2 separate regions of the Sus scrofa genome follow, and region 1 is linked to region 2. The links are chromatin contacts, called in public HiChIP or PLAC-seq maps. All regions are on one chromosome and are shown on one strand. Each heading gives the region's core, a stretch centred on a gene start, on an enhancer-like site or on the middle of the called end of the contact. The rest is flanking DNA. Distances are from core to core; before and after follow the strand shown. Region 1 holds the start of KDM6A (lysine-specific demethylase 6A). Region 2 holds the start of FUNDC1 (FUN14 domain-containing protein 1).

Region 1 (5,934 bases), core at 3,263-5,762, 220 kb after region 2:
GGGATCAAATCTGAGTCACATGTGCAACCTATGCCACAGCTGTGGCAATGCCAGACCCTTAACCCACTGCGCTGGGCTGGGTTTTGAACCATCAACACCACAGAGTTGAGCTGGATCATTAATTCACTGTATCACAACAGGAAGTCCTGCTTATTATATTTTTCAGTTCTAAAATTTCCATTTGGTTTCTCTTTATATCTTCTACGTCTTTTATTTTTTTGGCCAAGCCTGCAGCACGCAGAAGTTTCTGGGACAGGGATCGAACCTGTGCCGCAGTGGCTACCCGAGCCACAGCAGTGGCAGATCTGGATCCTTAATCCACTGAGCCACCAGGGAAATCCTGTATCTTCTATTTCTTTGCTGAAATTTCCTATTTCTCCGTTAAGACCTTTGCGTTTCTCATTTGTTTTGAATGAATTGATAATTGCTCACTGAAACATTTTTATGGTTGCTTTATAGTCATTGTCAGATAATGTGAACATCTGGTTCACCTTAACATTCACATCTGTTGATTGTCCTTTCTAATTAATGTTGGGATTATTCTGGTTCTTGGTATGAGAGAAACCTGGCCATTTGGGTATTCTGTTATAAGACTCTGAATCTTATCTAAATATTCTGCTTTCGCAGGTCTCTTCTGACTCACTCTGTTGGGTAAGGGAAAGCACTGCCTTGTTACTGCCAGGTAGGAGTGGAAGTCCAGGTTCTCCACTTAAACTTGGTTGACGGTGGTGGAGGTGGGGGGTGTTCTTGTTATTGCTGAGTGTGAATGGAAGTTCTGGCTTCCCTCTAGGCCTCCATTGATGCCCCTATACTTGGAGGTATAGGAGTGCCTCTTTACTGTTGGTCACATTGCTTCCACTGATGCCATGAGAGTGGTAGCCTTGTAATCACTGTGCAGGGGTGAAATTTCTGACTCTCCAGTAGGCCTCCTCTGACACCAACTCAGCAAGGAAGGAGACTGATGCCTCATTACTGCTAGGTGGGGACGGAAGTCCAGGCTCCCCAGTGTGGTGGCGGCGGGTAGGATTTGAGGTGCCTCCTTACAGCTTGGTAAAGCTGGACATCTAGGCTCATGGTGGTTTGGGAGTCAAGGCTTCTCTCAGAAGAAGTCCGGAAACTATTTTGACAACTAAAGTTTTTGTAATAGATGAAGATCTGTCTGTACTTGGCTACCTCTCCGGAACTCTAACCCTATATTTATTTTTGTCATCAACGTGTTTGGACATCAGTTGGATAATCTTTATGACATCAGTAAGTGTGGGAAAAACTCAGTTTATTTTTGAACCTGATTTAAAGCATAAGTATAGTTCTATATAAGACTAGATAAATCATGGCTCTATTACGTGACTTCTTATAGCTTATGTGGCACTAACATTGTAAAAGAACTATGTATCCTTTAAGAGTTCAGGTTAAGTAGTTGTTGGAAAGGAAGTTAAATTCATTTTCCTATAATTGAGTGGGTTTCTCCTCTGATATTAATCAATGGTACTTACATTAGTATTAATACAATGCGGCTACAAATGATGCACTGATTAGTCCATAATCCAACTCGGCATGATACAAATTTCATATAATTTTAAAACATTGATTTATCTATGCATATATTAGTTATATCAACTTGGTAAATTCAAATTACTCTCCCCACCTCCTAATGTATTAAGTTATAATTATGAAACAAGAATCAGTACTACAATGATATAAGGTTTAATTTTAGAATAGAGATGTGGTAATGTTGGGTTATATGCCCCCAATAAAAAGTAGATTAGAACTGCCCATGTGTTGGGCTTTTCCATAGGGGAGGGATAGATAAAGAGGAAGTCATTGGTAGAGTGGTGATTAACTTTCTTAATGAATGAATTATTTATTTTTAGGCCCGCACCTGCGGCATATGGAAGTTCCCGGGCTAGGAGTTGAATTGGAGCTGCAGCTGCAAGCGGAAGCTGCAGCCACAGAAACACTCGATCTGAGCCGCATCTGTGACCTACACCAGCAGCTTGCAGCAATGCCGGATCCTTGACCCACTGAGCAAGACCAGGGATTGAACCTGTATCTGTATCTCTGTGAGGATACAGGTTCAATCCTGAGACTATGTTGGGTCTTTAACCTGCTGAGCCACAATAGGAACTCTGTTCCTTTTTTTTTTTTTTTAGGGCCACACTCGCAGCATATGGAGGGTCCCAGGCTGGGGGTCAAATCGCAGCTACCTCTAGCCTGGGAACACTGGCCTTACACCACTGCCACAGCAACGCGAGATCCGAGCCATGTTTGCAGCCTATACCACAGCTGACGGCAACACTGGATCCTTAACCCACTGAGCGAGGCCAAGGATCGAACCTGCATCCCCATGGATGCTAGTCGGATTCATTTCCACTGAGCCATGACAGGAACTCCTGTTCCTATTTTTTTGAGGTCTTTGAATGCATATTAGGTGCCTGGCACTTTACCTACATAAATTTACTTGACAGATTATAAACTGTGCAAGATCTAAAAAAACTGTATAGTGATATCAGGACTATATTATTGCATACAAATTGTCTCATGCTTCATGATGGAGGACGGATATCTGTAGTTGGACTAGACATCCAGTTCTGGCTTAGAGGATAAATAACTTTCCCAAGGATGCACAGCCTGTGCAGAGTAATGATTTGCATCCAGGTCTGCTAGACCTCAACCCCACCCATCGCACTCACTCCATGCAATTCTGCTGCTAAGAAGGTTTTGAGGGGCTGGAGGTGGGTAGTCTGAAAATTCGTGGAAAGGGCCTGAGTCAAGAACCACCAGCTCCAGGAAAATTGTCAGAATTTCTCTCTACTTGTGGAAGTCTAAGAGTGTGTGTGGTGTGGTGGTGATGGGGAGAGAGTGGTGTCAAAGTCTCCCAGGCTTTGAAGGTCATCTGTTTTGACAAAGTTAATGCATGCATTAATTTAGCTGTAAAAAACATGCAGCCTTGTACTTACTCATTCAAGTAAAATGGAAGGACTAGCATAAAGACTGGGAGAGGCGTTTCAGAGAAAGTAATTAAACATGAAATATAATCCATATAAAACTATAGTTTGTTAGTCTAGTTACTAGTCTCAGGGGAACTATTTAAAACTGTGTTTGTGTGCAAAACCAGTTGGGATTTCCATAGCTTCTCACTGAAAAACTGCTAGGATTATTGAGTCAGCACTGAATTGTCTTCCTTATATTTTGAAATACAAGTTAAAGATATCACGCTTATTGGTTACATTGTTGAAAATATAGAGTCCATGTTTATAAAGGAAACCTTGTCTTTATATGTCCATTAATTTTGTCCTATCCCTGATGACTGGAGGTGTGCCCTCTAACAGATCTGTTATATGAGACATAGCTTATTCAATGTCTTTTGAAAAGCGTAATGGACCGAACACATGTTTTCTTTTCCTCCCAATTATACTGTAGATAGAAAGGCAGACTAGTGACTTTTATTTGCATATGGCCGGAACAAGTTACTGTTGCCAAAGACATGGGGCGGGGGGGGGGGGCGGTGGACAGAAAAAGGTTTTCTGGGCTGCAAGCTTCGATGAGGATCTGAATTATGTCTTCTCTCAGGCCTGTCTACAAGTAGCCCCAACTCTTCCATGAGGGCCCCACTGAGATCAAACCAACATTCTGGAGATGTCGCTTTAACAATTTTTCGTCATCGCTTTTCCTTACAACACTATAATGAACTACTGATAAAACGCGGGTAGCACGAAAATTTGGCCCCAAAGTGCCGCCAACAGACCTTCGGCGGTGGGGAGCGTGGTCTGCGAGCCGGACCCCCGTGGGCGACTCTTCATTCCCTCCGGCTGGGGATCACGGGGCCTTTCTCCCTTCACTTGCGGCGCGAGCGAGGGAATCGGGGCTGGCAGCGGAGGCCTGGCCTAAGGCGCCGCCCGAGGCGCGGAGCACGGGGGCCGGCAGTCGCTGCCCGAGTGCACTCCTCGCGGAGGCCATTATCTCCAGCGGTGCCAAAAGTGTGCGCCTTCTTTGGAGGGCGGAGGTCAGGGGCCAGGCACCGCCTCCCGGCGACGCGACCCTTATCAGGCCCTCTGGGGCCGGGACCCCCGGAGCCTATGCTGCTGGAGCCGCGATCCCGGCCCAGCCCGGGGCTCTCGGCCAGGCAGAGGCCGTCCATGGCGTCCTCGCTCACTGCTCGCGCCCGCCGCGGGCGGTGCCGGACCTCGCCCTTCCCCAACGCTCCCCTCCCCCTCCCGAGCCCGCCGCGACTCCCGAGGTGACACGGCCCGGACCCTCCATTCTCTGCCCCAGTGTATTTAACCGGCACAACCTAACCAGCTAGTCCCTCTCGGTGCCAACCCTTCGCCCCGACAGACGGGCCGAGCAGCCAACCACCGGCCGGAATTGGCGTGCGTCCCGCTCCCCGTCGGTGGCGGCCTCGGTGGGCGGGGCTCGGGCAGCTAGCAAGTTGAGTGGAGCCACGGCTGACGTGAGTCAACAAAGGTCACGTGAGGCGAGCGGGCCCCGCCGATTGGCGGCGCTGGCCGGGCGGGGAGGGGGGGGTCACGGCGGCGGCGTGGGGTTCGCTGTGTGACACAATTACAACAACTTTGTGCTGGTGCCGGGGAAGTTTGTGTCTCCAACGAATCCCCCCCGAGTCCCTCAGCCCCGCGCGCTCCGGCCGTCCCCGCCGTCCCCGCCCGTGGCTGCCCCTCGCCCGCCCCCGCGATGTGACCCTACAAGCCGAGCCGCCGTCGCTGCCGACCCGGGGGCTCCGCAGCCCCTGCCGCCGCCACCTTCACCGCCGCCGCGTTGGGATTTTTCGTCGCTGCCGCCCGCGGCGGAGGAGGAGGCGGCGATAAAGTTGGTGTGCCGGTCCCGCGCGGAGATTGGGAGCGTCGTTGCGGGCCCCGGCCCGCGAGGGGGGTGTCGGCGTTGGAGTTGTGAATTCGCTGCGTTTCCATGAAATCCTGCGGAGTGTCGCTCGCTACCGCCGCCGCTGCCGCCGCCGCTTTCGGTGATGAGGAAAAGAAAATGGCGGCGGGAAAAGCGAGCGGCGAGAGCGAGGAGGCGTCCCCGAGCCTGACAGCCGAGGAGAGGGAGGCGCTCGGCGGACTGGACAGGTACGGGCCGCCGTCACCCGCCCGGTCGGCTCCGGACGGGTTGGCGCCGCTCTCTGGGGAGGCCCGAGCGCGGCTCGCCTCTGGCCGCGGTAGCAGTGGCGGCGGCGGGGCGGGCACCTCGGCTTGGCGCTCTCGGTGCCGTGATCGCCGCCGCTGGGGCCTCGGGCTCGGGCAGGGATGGGTCGGTGGTGCCGGCGGAGCCTTAACGGGCCGCGTGTGTGTCTCTCCCCACAGCCGCCTCTTCGGGTTCGTGAGGTTTCATGAAGATGGCGCCAGGACGAAGGCCCTACTGGGCAAGGTAAGGCAGCCGCGGGCCGGAGCGCGGACACGGTGTACGCGGCCGGCGCCCCGCTCGCCCCGGGCCCGGCGGCCCGGCCGGCGCTCATTGTGGCCGCGAACGATGGCCGAGGGGCTTCCGGAAAACTATTTCCTGCCTCTGCTCTCCCCCCACCCCCCCACCCCCGGATCCCTCGCTCGCTCCCTTGTGAAATCGCCCTCTCCTCTCGTAGCTGGAGGAACAGAGACGGCAGCGTTTCGGGGCCGAGCTCCCCCCGGGTCGACCAAAGAGCCTGTTATTTGGGGGCTTTTGGAAAGTCGAGCCACGATCTCTCCGAGGTGGCAGTTTAGGGTCAAGGGCTCGTGAATGCGTGTAGATTTCCCCCACATTTCCGAGTTACTTGCCTGCTGTGGGTTTTTTTTTTTTAATTTATTTTTATTTTTTATTCTTTTCCTCCAGGCAGGCTGTTGGTGAAGTCCCCTGTTAACCCACCGTTGGGGGCTTTCTTGTGTCCCCGCTCCCAGAAGGGGGAAGTTGCACGTAGGTTAGGGCGGCGAAGAGTTTGCATGGGGC
Region 2 (5,821 bases), core at 1,738-4,237:
ACACTAAGGGCCCTCTAACTAATCTTCACACCTCCCAGCTCACCCGGCAGCCACCCATGCCGCTGTCAGTTTTAATTTCTCATCATGCTCAAGAACCTATAGCTACCGACAGCTAAATATAATCTCCTTAGCTTCCCATTCATGTCCTGAATTGGTCTGAATTGTTAACGGATTAGTCTGTTAGCCATTCTTCCTTAACTTATGCCACAACAGTTCAACAGTTCCATACCCTAAGAAAACTGCAAAAACAGATTACACTGAATCTAGAGTCAGCACAACAAATCACCTGTTTAACATTATAGGTCTATTACACAGCTCCTGGATGGACATCTGGCTCTAGTCCAAACACATGTGGCCCTCAGTACAGGAGACAGCAGCAAAGACTCCGAAAAGGGAGCAGAGGAGAGAAGCAACAGCCAGGTCTTAACTATATCCCAGAGAGTATGCTCCACAAGCATGTCTATCCTTTGCCTGCTATGGCATACAAGCCACTACAGGAAACCTACTAATTTAATTTCCCTGTTCTGTCTCTAGGCTTTCCCAGCAAACTTCTGTCAATTACAGGGCTTCTCACCCAGTTTGGCCTACAAAGAGAAAATACACAATGATATAATTCTAGTGTTCAATTATTTTTTTTCAGTCTCTTTTAAGATGGGGCTTCAGACCGTGACTCACATTAACCAATCAGCCTATGGCACCAAACTGTGGCCTTATTTAAGCAGAAGGCCAGGTCCTGAATTGTGGGCATCGAGGTACAACCAGCCTGTGAAGGATCATCTGAAGAACCAGGGCTCTGACTAGGCCTCTCTCGAACTGTAGGCTTTGTTCATAAGCAGCATTAATAAGTACACATTATGAATAAATACAGCGTCTCTTCATTACAGAATCTTCACAATGAGTGTTTCTACCATAAAATGACATTTATTAAAAAAAGCATAAAAGAGTGCCCCATTATTCCAAGGTGAGTGTACAACACAAATCAAAACATTTCCTTTTATACTTATCAAGTTTGTACATATTTAAATTCATGTAAGATGAATTTAACTTAGAATGTAAGAAAAAAAGTGACTATTCACAAGTTATGCACCCACACTAATTTCAAAGATTCTCTCAAGGTCATAAACATTTTCAAAACAAAGGGTCAAACTTGTTTCTGACCTGTGTTATTTGGCTAATCTTTTAGTCTAAGACTAACAGAATTGGATCCATAGTGGCAATGATACAATCATGTGGTCTGAAATGTTAACCTAATTAATGTTAGGTTAATGCTTATTAACCTCTCCCCCTTAACGTCCTCCATAACATTACTACTGTGTAAGCAATCAGTCCTTTATTCCCAACAATGTAGACCCAATGCTCTACAGCTCTTCCTCAGCGTATTAGCACAATCCAAACTAGCCCCTAAAAATGGACAGAATCAGTCATTTTTACTGAGAATTTTACACTGCTCTCTACGGGGCTGATACTCCTGAGGATCAGTTTTACTGTGGGAGTTCAGAGCGTTTTCCAGATGTGAGCACAAGGAAGAAATTATTTACATATAATGAATTCTTCTCCTTTATGTTTTTCTCTCTTTAGCCACTGTCACTGAATCGGATCCAATAACATCTGCTAAAGCTGAGAAGGGGGGAAATCTACAAAGAACCAAAGGAAGGGTGAGGAGGGGGCACAGGGGAGGGCATGGAGGAGGAGGATCATCAAAACCCAAGAGTCTGTGAGAGTAGATTACACTCATCTTAGGGCAGAGAAAAGCCTCAAGGTACAGCTCTTTAGGGATTAACAGTGTAAAGCCACTGACTGAGCACGGAATTGGCCCAGATACAAAAGGACAGTAGTCAGGCTCCCAATGAAATTCAAGGAAAAAAGATGTTCTCACCAGCCACTCACTCCACCCATTACAATCTGGGTGGCCACTGAGTATTTTTCTACCATAGGTCCGGAACTGTGGCCAAACACTCGATTCCACCAGTGGTGTCTTCTGGCATACTCAGTTAAATCCAACACTTCGTAAGAGTCATCATCACTTTCATAGTCTTCAAAACGGAAAACGAAAGCAACACATTTACAGTCAACCGAAAGTTAAAAATGCCCTATACATTTTTCATCTGTTACAACTCATTGCTACTTTTGGCAAACAGCTAAAAACGCCCAGATGGTAACAAACTTTGTTAAACCCAATCCCTGAGACTAGGGCCTCGAAAGCATCTCGCTTTTAAAGGCTCAGGAACCAGCCCGGGGAGTCAGGGCAACGTCAGTTACACAGCAGAGGGGTCACCCGCCCCCAAATCTCAGTAGGGTCAGGTCGGAGTTTCACAGCCGGGTCCACCCCCACCCCAGTCTCAATAGGGTCCGGTCAGAGTTCCACAGCAGGAAGGGTTACCCTCAAGTCTCAGGTTCAGGGTCAGCGCAGGGTCCATTCTTCTCAGTGGGAGAAAAAAAGGGGGATCCTCCACTGACAGAGTCGGGTCTGTCAGTGGAGCATTAATCACTTCAGAGCCAAAATTTTTAAAAACATTAGAAGACAGCTAGAAAGGGCCGTAGGTGTAGGTAAGGCGGGAGGTGGGGCTGTGTTGGGGGAGGGGAGGGAGCCCCTCTTCGCCTGCGGGGAGGGGGTACTCAAAGAGGCTACCTCCAAAAAAAAAAAAACCACAGAGCTCCCAGGAACCCTAGGTCAGGGAAAGGAAGAGGCGCCCCCAAAGCAAGGTCGAGAGCTGTGAGCCGCGTCTAAAATACTACTTCGGGGCCCGGCCGCTCACCTTGGGGAGGGGGGTTCCGGGTCGCCATGATACCGCCGGCGGCCTGTACTGAAGGTGGTCCCAGCCCTCCCTCCTCTCCCTACTACTTTAAGAGCCGCTCTAGACCCAGGTGGAAGTCTATGGTCTCTTTTTTTCCCTCCTCCGCCTGCGCCTCCTCCTTCTCCTCCTCCTCCTCCTCCTCCTCCTCTTCCTCCTGGCGCGTTGTCCTGTCCCCGCCTCCTCCTCCAAGCGCAGGGCCTTCTGCGCAAGCGTCAGGCTCAGGGGGTGCGGGGAGGGGGGAGGGGAGGGGGCGCGGCTAGCAGCCCGCGAGGGCTTGTGGGAGTTGTAGTCCGTTGCCATCTACAAACCTGGTTTCCCACCCCTCCCCCTCTAGAATTTCCAGAACAAGAATCTTGTTATTTTGTTTTAAAGGGCCTCAGGTCTGGAGGGGAGGGGGTGTCACAGGGCGGTTACGTCGAAAAGCAGCTTGCCGTTTGTAGCGCTGTACCAGAAAGAGGCTTTTGAAAAGAGGTAAGAGAAACCCCGTTTCAAGCCACACTTTTCTGAGGAGTCAAGGGCTAACAGATGGAAAATTTTTCTAACGCGCTGCTGCTGGGAATTGGAACCTTTTCATCCTCTCCTTCTCCACACGTTTCCTGCCAGGAACCCAAGGGAGGAAGAGGAAGGCCTAGGAACTGACCTGACACGCGTTATTCAAGAGGACATAATTTTTGAGCATCATTTTTATTATTTGAATCTGACAGAGGGAACGAGGTCAAGTTCTTCTCCCAGAAGCCCTACGGGTTTCAGTTGAATGAAAAGCTGTGTTAATCACCCAGTCACTAACTCAACCCCAAACTTGTTTTGAATTTGCTTTGCACCGCCATTCGTTGTACAATTAACACAGCCCTATCAGTATTCCTATTCCGAGAATATGAATATGAAGGAAAAAACAAGAAATTCTGGTAGAAGTTGCTTTCCTTAAAATATTGACTTACATAATTGCACTTGGCTTTTCAAATCCTGGTGCTTTAAATGCAAAGGTTGATTCTCTCAAGCTCCTCTGATTGTGCCACTCAAAATGCAATTCTAAGACTGCCTGGAGATGTTTGTGATCACTTTGTGGAAGGTGACTCTTTTTGGAAACAAAATCACTTTAAGGGACGTAACTTCAGAAGTCCCCACTGAAATATTTTCTTCCAAGAGTTAACAGATTTGAGTTCATACACGCCTTCCTCCTCATTGCCCATCTATGCCTCATGAGGTGCTAACAAATAAGAGAAATCGCAAGTGATGGGCCACTGAAAGAACAGAAAGGAGAAGAAAGGAAAAAAATTACAAATTGGAAGAGGGTTGACTGGGCCAATGACGCCCAAATGACACTGTCACATGCTTCTAGCTGTAGCTACCAACTACAGGAAGAAGCAGCTTTCCTATCAAAGCAATAGTGTTTCAAATTAAATGATTATGGAGAAATGAGGGAGAAAATGGGAACAAAACACTGCTCTTATGATGCCCAAGAAGAGATCTCTGTATCCAAAACGTATCTGAAACCTGTCCAAAAATGAATTAAAAGGCAGTCATTTCTCTAAAGGACTTGAGGGCTAGAATGAACTTTTTAATGCTCTCCCCTTTTTCTTGCAGTACGCCCTTGCCATTACCTCAAGGAAGTTGGTTGTTTAATATATTTTTCTAGTGTGAGGTTTTTTCTTTCCCAGTATTGAAAAAGCTGTCATTTTGTTGGCTCGGTGATGAACAGCTGAATGTGTGAATTGTGTACACAGAGTTTAAACGGAGCTATGGATCCTCCTGGTGGGTTCAAGAGGGTGATTTTTTAATTCCCATTTTGAATAGTGAATAGTGATGCGGTTTTTTTTTTTTCAGTTAGTCCTAATAAACATTTTCATTGTGAACACCGATATCTTATCTACGGCTGTACCAAAACATAATTCAGGTAGTCTCCAGCTTTTCAATGGGTAGGGTTCCAAAAGTTTATGAGTAATTTACTTGAAACAGAGAACATTTTCTATTTCATCCATAATGAAACTGTAATGAAACTAGTCCTTCCTCGTCGCCATCTTTCCTCATTGTCGTTGAAAACCTCATTTGTTAAAAACAATTTCGTCAGAATTGAGAAAAACAAAAGGCAGACAAAATAACAAACGAACAATTCACACTCCCTGGACAAGATAACCCTCCCCCTGGCTAAAACTAATCCCAACACAATGGAGCCCACTCACCCCACGTTTACACACTTAAAATGGTCTCAGTGACCTTTCCAAGTACTGAGAGTATCAGTTGCTGTTGAGAAAAATGTGGCAAAGGTGATGCTTTGTGTACGAGCTGGCGGGAGTGCAAACAGGTACAAGTTTTGATAATGTGAATCCACAATCTTAAAGAGGCCACTTCACTAACAATCAGTGCCAAAGACAATATAAAGAGTTCTTATTCTACCGATGTTGCTACAGAGTTGTTGTTTGGTTTGGTTTGGTTTTTCGTAATGAAAAGGAATAGAAACAATAGGGAAAGTGGAAAGCGTCCAACAGCAGATGATTAGTTATGGAAATGACTGAATGTTACGTTTAAAAAGACTGTAATAACAGGAAAGTGCTTAAGTGAAAAATATTGTTTACCCAAGTGTATTTACGGTTTTATTGCAAATGATTGATTCAGTGTCTGCTAAAAATGCATTAAGACTTGATAAACTGAAATGGATTATGTTACATACTTGATTCTAGCCCACTGGCATTTATCTCTGTGTTCTGCTGAACTCAACAGTTTATAAGGTATTGTTACTGAACCAAACTTGAGTCGGCTTGCCCCCACACAGTAAAGCCAATCTACTGACACCAGGCTTTGGTGAAGGCAAGTGTAGCTGTTTATTGTAAGGCACCATACAAAGGGTCTAGCACAGCTAATGCTCAGAAAGCCCAAACTCAGAGCTCCTGCTGTGGCGCAACAGGATCAGCGGCATTTTGTGAGCTCTGGGGCGAGGGTTCCATCCCCAGCCTGGCACAGTGGGTTAAGGATCTGGTGTTGCCACAGCTACAGCTTAAGTCTCAACTATTGCTTGGAGCTGATTCCTG

The links. HiChIP or PLAC-seq counts read pairs in DNA pulled down with a chosen protein or histone mark.
Region 1: a contact with region 2 is called in an H3K27ac HiChIP or PLAC-seq map of alveolar macrophages. The contact joins the promoter of KDM6A here to the promoter of FUNDC1 in region 2. A contact is called at or near these places in 1 of 5 promoter capture datasets (fetal liver), 9 of 47 Hi-C or Micro-C datasets (alveolar macrophages, embryonic fibroblasts, epiblast stem cells and 5 more) and 2 of 2 datasets of contacts at active chromatin or transcription factors (alveolar macrophages and skeletal muscle).

Annotation. Positions count from the first base shown.
Region 1 is chrX:39,949,252-39,955,185 of Sscrofa11.1, forward strand. KDM6A (lysine-specific demethylase 6A) reads left to right here and starts at 4,513. Exons shown (of 27, transcript XM_021079784.1): 1 at 4,513-5,084; 2 at 5,319-5,382. The coding sequence starts at 4,924.
Region 2 is chrX:39,734,676-39,740,496 of Sscrofa11.1, forward strand. FUNDC1 (FUN14 domain-containing protein 1) reads right to left here and starts at 2,988. Exons shown (of 5, transcript XM_003135038.4): 1 at 2,757-2,988; 2 at 1,877-2,033. The coding sequence starts at 2,784.